Linked DNA regions of Mus musculus: all the other regions are linked to region 1. Evidence: chromatin contacts called from public promoter capture Hi-C data. All regions are on one chromosome and are shown on one strand. Each heading gives the region's core, a stretch centred on a gene start, on an enhancer-like site or on the middle of the called end of the contact. The rest is flanking DNA. Distances are from core to core; before and after follow the strand shown.

Evidence for each region. Promoter capture Hi-C pulls out the DNA fragments that hold promoters and counts their contacts.
Region 2: a promoter capture Hi-C map of pre-B cells shows a contact between it and region 1. The contact joins the promoter of Cavin1 here to the promoter of Gast in region 1. A contact is called at or near these places in 4 of 39 promoter capture datasets (embryonic stem cells, hippocampal neurons, liver and 1 more) and 2 of 115 datasets of contacts at active chromatin or transcription factors (embryonic midbrain and pancreatic cancer cells).
Region 3: a contact with region 1 is called in a promoter capture Hi-C map of the SN4741 cell line, with 3 times the contacts expected there. The contact joins the promoter of Becn1 here to the promoter of Gast in region 1. A contact is called at or near these places in 3 of 39 promoter capture datasets (the SN4741 cell line, liver and pre-B cells) and 1 of 9 other capture datasets (liver).
Region 4: a contact with region 1 is called in a promoter capture Hi-C map of stem cell-derived epiblast-like cells, with 8 times the contacts expected there. The contact joins the promoter of Krt12 here to the promoter of Gast in region 1. A contact is called at or near these places in 11 of 39 promoter capture datasets (cranial neural crest, embryonic stem cells, frontonasal cranial neural crest and 6 more) and 5 of 115 datasets of contacts at active chromatin or transcription factors (embryonic forebrain, embryonic limb bud, embryonic stem cells and 2 more).

What each region holds. Positions count from the first base shown.
Region 1 is chr11:100,332,434-100,335,707 of GRCm38.p6, reverse strand. It overlaps Gast (gastrin), which reads right to left and starts at 1,301. Exons shown (of 3, transcript NM_010257.4): 1 at 1,250-1,301.
Region 2 is chr11:100,969,358-100,972,926 of GRCm38.p6, reverse strand. Cavin1 (caveolae associated 1) reads left to right here and starts at 2,310. Exons shown (of 2, transcript NM_008986.2): 1 at 2,310-2,937. The coding sequence starts at 2,461.
Region 3 is chr11:101,300,678-101,303,917 of GRCm38.p6, reverse strand. Becn1 (beclin 1, autophagy related) reads left to right here and starts at 1,632. Exons shown (of 12, transcript NM_019584.4): 1 at 1,632-1,786; 2 at 2,062-2,190. The coding sequence starts at 2,064.
Region 4 is chr11:99,420,403-99,424,086 of GRCm38.p6, reverse strand. It overlaps Krt12 (keratin 12), which reads left to right and starts at 1,828. Exons shown (of 8, transcript NM_010661.2): 1 at 1,828-2,416; 2 at 3,260-3,342. The coding sequence starts at 1,871. It overlaps A830036E02Rik (RIKEN cDNA A830036E02 gene), which reads right to left. Exons shown (of 4, transcript NR_153851.1): 4 at 989-2,222.

The DNA.
Region 1 (3,274 bases), core at 52-2,551:
GTAAGAAAAATGTGTATTAAAAGATATTAGAAAAAAACAAAAACAAAAACGCCAGGCATAGTGGCGCATGCCTTTAATCCCAGCACTCAGGAGGCAGAGGCAGGCAGATTTCTGAGTTCGAGGCCAGCCTGGTCTACAAAGTGAGTTCCAGGACAGCCAGGGTCTTACAGAGAAACCCTGTCTCGAAAAACTAAAAAAAAAATATATTAGAGGCTGTGAGTGTTGGCACATGCTTTCAAACCCAACACTCAGGAAGCAGAGGCAGGCGGATCTCTGAGTTCAAGGCCAGCCTGGTCTCTACTGGTCTCTATATAGAGCTAGTTGCAGGACAGGCAGGGTGGTACTAGAGAAACCCTATCTTGAAAAAAACAAAAAAACAAAAAACAACCAAACAACAACAACCAAAAAAAAACCTTAAAAATATTAGCTTCTTATGACAAAATTCTCAAATGAGATGTTCTGAGGGAGAGAAATATTTGTGGCTAATAAAGAAATGTTGAAAATCGCAGCTGGACTTGCTGGCTCCTGTTTCTGTCTCAGTACTTGGGAGGCTGAGGCAGGATTGCCTCACTCTCAAGGTTCTGTGAGTGCTAGGCAAACCAGGGCTAGAGTGATACCCTTCCAAAAAGAAAGAATGAATGAAAAGGGGGAAAAAATCAATGCTATAGACAATTGTTCTGTCCAATATGAGCCATACAGCTTGATAAATATGGCAGTCACTAGTTATTTGTGTCTCCTTACATTTGAATGAATTGCTATACAATTTTTCCACCTTTGAACTAGCCACATGATAAGTACTCCTGTGGCTAATGGCTGCTATATAGGAAAGTGCGGATTTAAAGCATTCTCATTATTGCAGAATTTTCTTTTAGGTAGCACTGGCCTAGGAAAGGGCTTGCGACGGGACCCAGAGCTGTGAGTTCCAGTCTTAGCACGTCCTGTCTTCTAGACTTCAGTTTTCTCATCTTAGCAATGGGGGATAGGCCCTCACTTGCTCATCTCCCTGGCTGGCAGGAGCCCCAGGATCATGGCTGGGTTCTAAGTGAAGCAGAAAGGCAGGCGGGAATCACGGACAACAGTGTGGCCTTAGAACTGCGACTCAGTTCCTTCCACTCTGGGCCAAGCAAGGGACCCCATCTCTGGAGACACCATGGCCTGGAGCCTCTAAAGGCAGGGGGCTTGTCAATTCTCATCCTTGCTGTCCCTTCCCTCCCCTCCCTTTCCCTCTTTTCCCTTCCCAATTTCTCACCCACAGAGCTGGGGAATAGTTGGCTGTTGTGGCGCTGGGTCAGCTCTGCTCTGTGCGCTGCTCCAGGTCTGCCTTATAAAGCCCTCGAGGTTCCTCCCAAACCCTCCTTCCAGGTGAGGCCAGACTCCCCACAGCAAGAGAAATGGGCCTGGAATGTAGGTTCAACCTGTCACTCTGCCCCACCCTGTCACAGAGCTGTCAATCAATTAGTTATTTATTCAGAATATGGGGAAAGGGAAGGGCTGAAACAGGGAGGAGACAGACAGGAGACAGATTCCCTGGGCTCCAGAGCAGCTCATTCTACTGTATGCCTTGGGCCATCGGCTTCCTAGTCTTCTATTGGACTACATCCCATGGGGCGGGGCTGAGAGGAGAGGGAAGGGAGAGAATGAATGAGAATCAAATGACCAATGTGCGCATATGTTGATGTTTGATGAACAGGTAGTGTATGCATGTAGGCTGACTTATTGATCCCTGTCCCCTCCATTGGGCTTTGCAAACAGGATATCATTGTCATAGTTATCAGGAGCAATGGGCCATGGGCTGATGGGCTTGCTCTTTCTGTTGAGATTCTCATGTTGGTTGCCTTGGAACCCTTTTATGCTCCTGTTACCATGGAAAACCCTCAGCATCTCTTGTCTATGCCCTCTATGTTGGGCGGGATCTGCCCAACACTCTTGGACCCACTCCTTGGGTTTGCACCTAATCAGACCTCTAGCCAGCCCCCTACTGGGAGCCAGTTCCTTGAGGACCTTGTGTTTCAAGACTCTTCCATGTTGCTTTCAGGGGTAGGTTGTGATTTGCATAAAGAATTCATAACATTGCAACAAAAAAATTACATCTTAAAGTGGTTAGTGAACGAAGGCATTTTTTCAAAGATGTACCGGGAAAGAAAAATGATACATTTCTTGGTTTATTTGATAAACTTCCACCTGAATGTGGTTTGCAAGGTTATAACAATCTCTAGACTTTTTTTTCCATAACTGAGATGAGACATTTGCTCTCATGTATGCGTCATTGGGCCCCCTTTCCTGTCTTGAGGAGCTTTGATGTCCCTTGGGTCTTGTATAAGGGCAGTGGTACCCACGCTCGCAACCAGCCTTGCTGAGAATTAACAGGTGATGAAGGATGCAGGCTGCACTGTGGCCATGGCAACCAGCACCCAAATGTTCTAGTGAATAACCACTCTAATACAGAGCAGGACACGGTGACTCAGCAGATGGAATAAGAAAAAAATAAAAATAAAAAGAAGAAGAAGAGGAGGAGGAGGAGGAGACAAAACGCAGTACAGGCATTGACAGTAATTAATTGAAACACAAAAATCTCAGAGATAGAAGGTATTGGAGGGGGTTGGGAGGAAGGACATGGTAAGAGCAGCTCTTCTCACGTCCTGGGGGGGATGGAGATGCTGGTGTTGCTATGGTAACAGGAAATTACAAGCTTTCCAGAGAGCTAGGTTGATTTCTGCCTGTGGATCAGGTTATGCCCCCGGCTGTTCTTCCCCCAGCTAGGATGGCAATTATTATAAACAGCAGCCTGCCTCCTATTCAGCAGTGGTGGCTGTCATTGTAGGCACTGCAAAGTGCCCATGACAAGGGTCCTCTTCAGAGATGAGAGGCATAGCCCTTTCCCTCGGGTGTGCGCACTGCATATTGTGCTCACAAAGGCCTGTGGTTGGATAAAAGGGAAGGCTTCCTGGCTCTCCCCTTTTCTAGTTGTTGAGATGCTTTCTCCTCCAAACATTGTAGGGGAAATGACTTGAGGGTGGGCCTTGGGACAATGCAATATCCGAAGCATTTTGCACAGCACCCGTGGAAATTTAATACATTTTGCACTTTTCTCCTCCCTTTGTCTATGTTGAACCTCAGTTAGCCGTCTCTGTGAAATGGGATTCATTCATACAGGCATCACAGGGCAGGGGCGGAGGGGAGTGGGAGAAAGTCCAAGCACAAACTTGGCACATTTGGGTAATTCCCTTCAAAGCATCACTTTGTGACCCCGAGATTTCCTGTCCTTCAAGAGAAA
Region 2 (3,569 bases), core at 1,061-3,560, 640 kb before region 1:
TGTTTGGGGACAGGGTTTCCCTATGTAACAGCCCTGACTGTCCTGGAACTTGCTTTGTAGACCAGGCTGGCCTCAAACTCAAACTCATACCACCTGCCTCTGACTCCCGAGTGCTGGGATTAAAGGTGTGCACTACCATGCCCCATACTGAAAATATAGGAAGAGAAAGAGTTTGAAGGTCCAGTAAGGCTTTCTCCTGACATTCTTTTTTCTTAAAGCATTATCAGTTCTTAATAGAAAAAAAATTTAATTGCTATAATTTCCTTAAATTATTTAATTATTTACTTATTTAGTGTGTGTGTGTGTGCAGGTGCCAGTGGAGGGCAGAAGAGAGGACATCGGATTCTCTGTACCCAGAGGAACTGTGGTTATTGAGAACCACACTTGGGTTCTGTGTAAGAGTAGTAAGCACCTGTAACCACTGAGCAATCTCTCCAGTCCCCTTTTTTTCTTTTCTTCTCTCTCTCTTTCTCTCTCTCTCTCTCTCTCTCTCTCTCTCTCTCTCTCTCTCTCTTTCTTTCTTTCTTTTAAAAAGTTGGTAATCTGCCCATTGTGATGGTTATAAAACATGTAGTTTATTTTGTTTGTTTGTTTCCCCATTTGTTTTGTTTTTGAGACAGGGTATCAGTGTATAGCTCTGGCTGGCCCAGAACTAGCTATGTAGACCAAGATGCTGTCGAACTCATAGACATCTGCCTGTCTGCCTTCCAAGTGCTTTGATCAAAGGTATCCCATCACACCTGGCAAATATTCAATTGTATGCAGAAGTTCACTCTTTTTTTTTGTTTTGTCTTTCAAGACAGGGTTTCTCTGTGTAGTCCTGGCTATCCTGAATCTCACTATGTAGACTAGGCTGGCCTCGAACTCAGAGATCTGCCTGCCTCTGCTTCCCAATGGCTGGGACTAAAGGCGTGCGTCGCCACTCTCGCCTGAGGGTCTCTCTTCTTTAACCTCAAGTGAGAAAACCAATTGGTGTGTTGGGGGATTGCTGTTTTATTCAGAGGTCCCTAAAGTTCTATACCCTATATGGCAATCTGCTCCACACGTTGGTGAATTGATTGATTAGATCGACGACCCTCGAGTCTCCACAGAGCAGCGTTTAACTTAAGGAGGGTGGGCACCAGACTAGAAGTGACCTTTTGCCGAGAACCCATCCAGGCGGGGAACCCCAAGCCTGGTTTCCTAATCAGGGAAAAGGTTTTCAGTATCTCTGTGGGAAAGGGAATTGGGGTGGCTCCAGGGATTGCTGAGGGCCTGTGTCTAGAGACACAGGGCAGCCTGTGTCTCTAGACGTCTGTGCTAAGGACTTTTCTGCGCCTGCTCAGAACTGCCAGCTCCTTGGTGTTCAGCACCATGAAGAAAACTGTTCGCTTCCCCATTCGGTAGTACCGCTATAGTTGCCCCAATTCCTGCCCCAGGGAAAGGTACTGAGTACCGGTGGAGTTCAGAGACCTGGAGCTAAGAACAGATGGCAACAGTAACCTGGAGTGAACCCTGGAGAGCCACCTGCCTCCTCTTGGCCTTCTTTTCTCTGCTAGGTAAAGAGATGGGGTTCCGTGATCTCCCTGAATGCTCACCTAATATCCGAGAACCCAAGGGAAGAACGAGTCCGACGCTCACATTCTTAGAATTAGCTAGATATCTGCTGGAGGGGGCCCTGGGAGAAGTGACCAAAAGCTTTTACTTTATAATTTACTTCTCGCCTTAATCATGCCCTGTCCTTACAATTCTAAGAGAAACCTAGAGGCCCTTTCTAGGCCGTCACCCTTTCTGTCATTTCATCTCTTCCCTCTCTCTCACTAACAACCCCACAAGATTTGGGGGACAGTGGTAACTCAGTGTATAGATAGACGATGGGGGCAGACCCCCAAATCTTTGAAAAAGATTGTATAGGGCAAGGATCCTCCAAGGACATGAGGCATAGACACAAACTACTCGTTTACACCCAATTCACGCGCCATTTGGACCTCAGCTTGATCTTAAAAGGCTGGAGTGGGTTTGTGGGTGAGGAAAGAGAAAGAGTAGAGCACACTCCGAAGACCTAATTCCTTTCCGCAGCTCACATTCCTCTGCCCCAGTCCCGCTGCCGCAGCCTCCACTGCCAAGGGGGGCCCTAGACTCCCGCTCCAACTATTCCAACCATCCTGAACAGGGTGGGGCGCCCAGCTCTTGGGTTCCCCTCTGCTGCCCCTCCGGGGTTGGTCTCCCCTCCTGCCCCGGTTCCTCCCTTTCTGGGGTGGGGCCAGCCAATGGCCGACGGGACTCCGGGTTTGGTCTAGGAGCCGGGCAACTCGCAGATTCCCCGCCCCACAGTTCTGGCTAGAGTCCCGGTGCGCACGGACGTGGCTCGAGTTTCCTCCGCTCTGGGCTCCTGCTCGCTGTCCAGTCTCTCGCTCCTCCTTCTCTCCCGGTCTCCCGCTCCAGTTCCACCCGGTCGGCCCCGCACGGCTCCGGGAAGCCATGGAGGATGTCACGCTCCATATCGTTGAGCGGCCGTATTCCGGATTTCCCGATGCTTCCTCAGAGGGCCCGGAGCCCACCCAAGGGGAGGCGCGGGCCACGGAGGAGCCGTCGGGGACCGGCTCCGACGAGCTGATCAAGTCGGACCAGGTGAACGGTGTGCTGGTGCTGAGCCTTCTGGATAAAATCATCGGCGCCGTTGACCAGATCCAGCTGACCCAAGCCCAGCTGGAGGAGCGACAGGCGGAGATGGAGGGCGCTGTGCAGAGCATCCAGGGAGAGCTGAGCAAGCTGGGCAAGGCGCACGCCACCACGAGCAACACCGTGAGCAAGTTGCTGGAGAAGGTGCGCAAGGTCAGCGTCAACGTGAAGACCGTGCGCGGCAGCCTGGAGCGCCAGGCCGGCCAGATAAAGAAACTGGAGGTCAACGAGGCGGAGCTGCTGAGGCGCCGCAACTTCAAAGTCATGATCTACCAGGTGAGCCCGCGGGGCGGACCGCGCCCAGAGCTGGGGTCCCGGCCTGGGATCCGGGTGGGGACACCCGGCCGAGGCTCGTCTCTCCGCCAGCCCGGCCTGGTGAGAGCGGTCAGGAGCTCCTCCCCCCTTCCTGTGAACCCAGTTGGAGTGGGGTTTAGGGAGTGGCAAACTCTTGGGGCTCACAGAGGGGCGCACCCTGCGCCTTCCTCTCCAGGCTCCTCCCCACGGTCTCTAACTCCTATCGGAAAAGTTAGCGGGCTAGACTTGGGAACGCTGAATGCTCCCAGCTTGTCTCTGTCAAACGCCTTTCCACTTGGAGGAAGTTTTTTTTTTGGTGGGGCGGAGAGAGGGAAAAGGGAGGGAATGCCCGAGGTCTCTGGTGGTCTCTGTATGCCCCTCTGTAAGCAGACACTAAAGGTGGGGCCCGGGACCTGGGGCCTCCGGCGCTGCGGGCCCGATATAGCGGGTGATTCAGGGCTCAGGCACGCAGTGGCGGGGGCGCCATGCAAGGGACACGATCGTCAGCCCCCCACACCCTATCCCCGCGCCCCCGCACCAACCTCGGCTACCCACGCATGTCCCTAGGCCGCGATCTGCCCCTGGCCTCCAGGCACTTTCAGTTCCCAAGGGTC
Region 3 (3,240 bases), core at 383-2,882, 970 kb before region 1:
CAGGTGGATTTCTGAGCTTGAGGCCAGCCTGGTCTACAAAGTGAGTTCCAGGACAGCCAGGGCTATACAGAGAAACCCTGTCTTGAAAACCAAAAAAAAAAAAAAAAAAAGAATGGAGAACTGCCATTGTCTGCTATTGTTCCTCAAATATATCTTATCCAATACTGGGCAAGGCATCATAAAACAGGCCCTTTAATGGATTACTAGAGGCAGAATATAATATGAGTTGTTTTGAAAACAACTGCCAATGTTAATAAAGAGAAGATTCCAAAGTCTACAGTACTTTTAATGATAAGGTTCTGTTCTAGGACAAAGTCAATTCCTCATTGTGATATTATTGTATCCACCCAAATTGGAAGCAATGGAAGTTTCCATCAATAAAGAAATTCACTGTAATCTGTGCGTTTCTGCTGTGATGTATTGCAGCAATGAGAATGTTAATTAACAAAACTGGAGCAACATGGAAAACATTCAATTATTTTTATTATCCTTAGTGGTGGTGGAGGGCAGTCCATACCCTGGAATTCCTTTGGAGGTCAACTTCATCTCCTCCTACTCCGATCCTTAGGAATTGACCTTAGGGTCTCTCTCACGTTTGGTGCACACACTTTTACAGGTTGAGCCATCTTGGCAGCCCACATATGTTAAACTTACAAAGTAGGGCTGGACATACAGTTCATTGGTGGAGTACTTGCTTAGTATATGAGAGGCCTTGGATATGATTCCAGATACACACATACTCACAGGAGCCAGCTCTCTCTCTCTCTCTCTCTCTCACACACACACACACACACACACACACACACACACACCACAAATGCATTGGTGTTTTGCATACATGGATGACTGTGTGAAAGTGGTGATAGTGGTGTCAGTTCTTGGAGTTACAGACAGTTATGAGCTGCCATGTGGGTGGATGGATTTGATTTAATCCAGGTCATCTGGAAGTGCGGTTGGTGCTTTTAACTGCTGAGCCATCTCTCCAGTCTCCACTGTCACCTTTTTATTTATTTACATTTTGTTATATACATACATAATACACACATACACATATATACATACATATAACTATCACCTTTAATGTATTTGCATTTTATTATATACACATATACAAACATATATACATACATACACACATACACATACATACATACATATAACAATAAAATTTACCATCCTGCCAAACGCACTCCCTCAGAAGGGTTTAGACAATTTGACTCTCCCAAAAATACACTTTAAAAGCTCACACATGCCGGAAGGTGGTGGTGCACGCTTTTAATCACAGCCCTTAGGAGGCTGAGGCAAGTGGATCTCTGTGAAGTGGATGCCAGCTTGGTCTACAGGGCGAGTTCCAGGTCAACCAGGGCTACACAGAGAAACCCTGTCTCAAACAAACAAACAAACAAACAAACAAACAAACAAACAACACCCTGATCCCTAAGGAATATAGAAGTGGCTCCACTTGGAAGTAACAAATCTTGAGTGGACCGTCTAAATCAGAAGAGTGTGGGCAGCTTCGGCCCACCTGTCGGCACTGCTGCACTTCCCCGCTCGGCCTTTGGATGGCGCTCCGAGCCGGGTAAACAGGGATCTGGAGCAGGGGTCCTTGCGTCAGCTCCCGTCGTGACGTCACTTCTGGTCCTGGGCGGAAGTCTTCAGCTAGCCGACCGGGAAGTAGCTGAAGACCGGGCGATGGGAACTCTGGAGGTCTCGCTCCGGGGCGGACCCGAGGCCACCGTGCCCCCGCGGTAGAACGAGCCTGGGTGGCGGGCTCCGGGCTCCTGAGGTGAGGAGCGTCGGGGCCTGAAGTGAGACCTTAGGAAGAAGCCTAGAGTCCCTGGCGGCCACTCTGGTGCCCCGTTTCCCCGCTCGGGAGACTAGACTGCCTTAGCTGGGCTCTGCCCCGGAAGCGGGTCCTCTTGGTGTCATCCCACTCCCAGAGGGAACGGCGCGGACCGGGATTTTCCTCTTCACCTCCACCACCAAGGCAGCGGGTAGCCTCGGGCCCGAGGTTCAAAGGAGCCGATTCTTCTTAACGTCGTCTTTTCTCCGCTGTCGCAGGCATGGAGGGGTCTAAGGCGTCCAGCAGCACCATGCAGGTGAGCTTCGTGTGCCAGCGCTGTAGCCAGCCTCTGAAACTGGACACGAGCTTCAAGATCCTGGACCGGGTCACCATCCAGGAACTCACAGGTCAGCAGGATCCGAGGAAAGGGGTGGTCAAGAAGGAGGGAAGTGGGCAACTTTAGGGACATTGAGGTGGCGGTCTCTGGCTTTCGGTTTTCTCGTCAGGAATAGACCTCTGACAGTGTCTCCAGAGTGAAGGAGTATTCACATATAACAGAATTTCTTGAAGATTTACCAGTGTATCAATCAGGTGTCCTGTAACAGTCCCCGTGGAAACCAGGCTTGGTGGCTCACATCTATAACTGCAGCAACTCAGGAGGCTGACGCCGGAGCTGCCTCAAGTTCCAGGCCAGCCTGCGCTATTGAATGAGACCCTGTTTCCAAAAATAAAAAGGACAGGAGAAGTGCCATGGTGCATCCTCTTACAGGTGACGAGTTGAGGTTAGAGCCATCAGTGAGCATACTTACCTGAGGTCCAGTGAAGTGTAGGAGAGCCTTGAAGCCTGAAGAAGAGAGTGAGAGAGGTGATTAGCGAGTTTAAACACGTTCATGGGCCTGGCATTAGCATGGAAACCTTGGCTTTGTTGTATATAGCTCCCTAGACCTTGATTCATTTTTATTCATAATTAGTATTAGTTATGTGTATAGGTGGTTTGCTTACATGTACATCTGTCCATGACGAGAATGCCTGATGCCGGGAGAGGCCAGAAGAGGGCGTCAGATCCCTGAACTGGAGTTAACAGGTGGTTGTGAGCCACCGTGTGAGGGCTAGGACTCGAACCTAGGTCCTTTACAGGAGCAACAGGTGCTCTAAGCTATTGAGTGATCTGCCCAGCTCTTTATTTTTCTTCTCCTTAAAAAAAAATTATTTTCATTGTTCTTGCTGTTGGTATAGACAGAGTTTCACTCTAGCCCTTGCCTGGCTAGATTGTCCTGCCTCTGCCTTCAGAGTCCTGGGGCTTAAAGGTGTGCGCCACCACACCTGGCTTATTTTTCATTTTTAAAGGTTAATGTTGTGTGTTGAAAGCTTTCATCTCCCAAGTGTTGGAATAAAGGAGGTCTGTGTGCTACCATGCCCGGCTTTACATGTTTCTAAACTAGTGTTCATACATTTTA
Region 4 (3,684 bases), core at 579-3,078, 910 kb after region 1:
GGTGCTTCCCAGGCATATATTTACAGTATAAATGTATCATTTCTGCAAACCTCTTGCTTTGAAGCCCTGCTCTTTCTTTGTGACTGTATAGGTTGGGAGGAGAATGTGTCCCTTGCACATGTTCCTTATTTAACAAGGTTAAGGGGAGTTGTCAGTAGCTGTCACTCCGGGTTCAGTGTTCCTGACCCTGGGAAAGTGATTTGAAAAGCTGCCAGTCTGTTTGATCCTGGGTTTTCTTTCCTTCTTTCTTTCTTCCTTTTTTTAGATTATTTTATGCGAGTACACTGTAGCTGTTTCCAGACACACCAGAAGAGGGCATGGGACCCCATTATAGATGGTTATGAGCCACCATGTGGTTGCTGGGAATTGAACTCAGGACCTCAGGAAGAGCAGTCAGTGCCATCTCTCCAGCCCCTGTCCTGGGTATTTCTTACGGAGGCCTGCCATGAAGCTCAGCTGTGACCTTCTGCATGTGCTCCCGAGTGCCCAATAGGCAGCTCTCACTCTGGCTTGGTACGACTCCAGATTTAAGATTTCGCCTCTGGGGAGGCTGAATAAGGGCCAACACTACCTGGACGAGGTGAGTGTTGCTCTTGCTGAACGAGGAAGAATCCGCGCTCTATCACTGCAAAGCAAGTACTGACCTTGAGACCAACTCTCATGGCATAAAGGCCAGAGAAAGAAGCATTCTCTGGGACCAGGGCGCCCAGGAAATATGGAGCTACTATTAAAGGCTCTGCTGTGGGAACCTGTACACCAGAGCCATTAGATTGATTGTCATTGGAGGTGGGGGGTGGTTTGGACCTGGGTCCTCTGGAAGAAGCAAGTGTTCCTAAGTACTGAGCCATCTCTCTGACCCCTGGATAAAATTCTCAGGATCATGCTTCCCAAAGAATTCACAGGAATTTAATAAGACAGCCTCCCATTGGCTGTTCTGTGATGCAAAAATGCATTCCTCTCCATCCACCGAAATGACTCTCTGGCTTCTGAAGCATGGAGTTTTAATCATTTCTTATTTTGGACAGTGTTTGCGTGTGTGTATGTGTGTGTGTATGTATTTTGTTAATGGTGGAACACTGTAGGTGATATACTATCCATTCAGCCAACAGATTTACTACAAAATTCTCACAGGTAATGCCATTGAAGAAATAGCAATAAGCATTCAGCCCAGAGCCCAGCGTCATGGTTCACTGAGAATGCCAATCTTTTGTTAACTATAAATGTTCGACTTCCAAACAGCTGGCTCCCATGTTTAAGTGTTCCATTTTCAGAAAAGCAAGAACCACACAACTCCTTACAGCAGATGCTCTCAGAGCCTTGCAAGCTCAGATTCTAATGTCCTCTTGGAAAACACCTCTGTTTCTCACCTTCCAGGAATGCGCTCTTCATCTGCCTCTGAAACTGTCCCTACAGAGAGAACCACAGCATGGTTGGTTGGCTTATACTGAACCGAAAGAAATAGACAGGGGAGGGGAAGACAGAGCTTCAGGAAGCATGGGGCTTCGGAAGGATTCCTTAATGCTCCAGTCGTCACTCTTCTGGTGTCTGGAAGATACAGGCAGTGCTGAGGACAACTGAAGGTGACAGATTCCTTACGACAGCCTATCTGCTCCACCCAGCCTTCTTTCTTGTGTGTCAGATATCTAGTGGTAATGGTTATTCGATTATAGCTATATCAGTGAATTTTCACGATGCATAAATCACATACCTGCTGAGCTGGCCAACTGGGTGTGGGTGGGCATGCGAGAGTTGGAACGCAGAGAGTGAACTCTTTAACCGCAACACCCACCTCCCAGCCTATAAAGGCAGGACCCCTTCTGGCATACCAGCACTGCGGTCTCTCTTGGGTCACCACCTCTCCAGCAACAGCATGTCGCTTTCAGTCTGCACCTCTGCGCTGTCCAGGAGGTCTTCCTCACAGAATGGGGCGGCAGGCAGACCTTGGGGTGCATCTGCTTCTAGTGTTGCCGGCGGCTATGGGGGATCGGCCTCTGGCTTTGGAGTTGGCTGTGGAGGCCTCTTTTCTGCTGCTTCCATGTTTGGTTCTAGTTCTGGCTTTAGCGGTGGCTCTGCAGGTTGCTTGCCGGGGCTTGGCTCTGCCTATGGGGGACCTCTGAGAGGTGGCGCGGGAGGAATGGGGATAGGGATGGGGATAGCTGGAAGCTCGGGCGGTGGCTCTCTGTGTATCTTTTCTGGCAATGATGGAGGTCTTCTTTCTGGTTCTGAGAAAGAAACCATGCAAAATCTAAATGACAGACTAGCTTCCTACCTGGGTAAGGTTCGCTCTCTAGAGGAGGCTAATGCAGAACTGGAAAACAAAATTCGAGAGTGGTATGAAACACGGAGAACCAGAGACGCTGGGTCTCAGAGTGATTACAGTAAATACTACCCACTGATTGAAGACTTGAAGAATAAGGTAAGGGGAGGGGCTTTAGAAACCTTTTCATTTTATTACAATATTTTTATAAAAATAAATCCTCTTAACTTAGATATTTTTAAACTAGATGGTACTTGGAGAATTTCCTCCCCTCAAGAAGCACAGAAGTACAGTTCCGTTCACCATTAAGTGGCCGTCCTTCCACTGTCTAAAAGAAATGTTCTTAACTTATCAACATTATTTTTAATCAATACATTTGCTTTTAAAATGAAGCTGTCCCGAACCCTTCGGAGTTTGGGGCTTTGCTTTGTTTTGCTGTGGTGCTGGGAATGAACACAGGGCTTCGGGTATGTGACCAAGTGTTCTCCCATTGAGCTACAGCCACATCCTTTGCCTTAGAAAACCGGAACTGGAGACTGAGCGAGGTAACCCAAGCCCTGATAGGCAAACGCCATCTGCTGTCTTTCAGATGTGGATTCTAGTTTGGAATGTTTAGGTTTCTGTTTGAGTTTAACTGAGTGCCTATAGAGAGCAGAAAGGTCTCATGGCAGGGAGGAGGTGCTTAAACTGATATAGAGGAAGGGGGAAGAGTAACATAGGAAGGTTTAAACAAAGATGGGGTGGGGATGCACAGAAAAGTAAGGGTGAGGAGGGAAGCCCAACCAAAACTAAAGATGCATAGAAGAGCCATATTTAAAAAAAAAAAAAAAAAAAAAAAAAAAAAAAAAAAAGCTGAAAGAATGTGACTTAAAGATGAAGAGTTTGGATGGAGGAAAAATGTATTTTGTGTCACGATTTATTCTTATGTGCAAAGTGACACTAGTGAACTAACTGCCAGTGCTTTAGGACTCCGTGTTCATGTGTCTCCCTCTGTTCTCCCAGATCGTTTCTGCCAGAGTCAGCAACGCCCAGCTCCTCCTGCAGATTGACAACGCAAGGCTGGCTGCCGAGGACTTCAGGATGAAGTGAGTCCGCTGGTGGTAACTCCTTCCTCCTCCCACTCCCCACTTCCTGCTGCGCTGATGGCAAACGATTCCAATGTCCTGCAGCCCACATGGCCCCTGCCTTCAGTGCACCCCTAAATCCACACAGGGTGCTTTTAAAAGCACTGAAAGTCAAACCGTCCACTGTACACAGCTTTAAGTTATAAGTTGCTTCCACCTGGAGCTACGGATCATCTCTTTGCAATGAGTCATAATTCAACCTGATAATTGTACCTATGTTTAGACCTGAATTTTCAATGTATCAAAGTGAATTAACAATATCTTTGCCAAGGGGTTCAATGGAACAATTGTGTCCCTGATGAC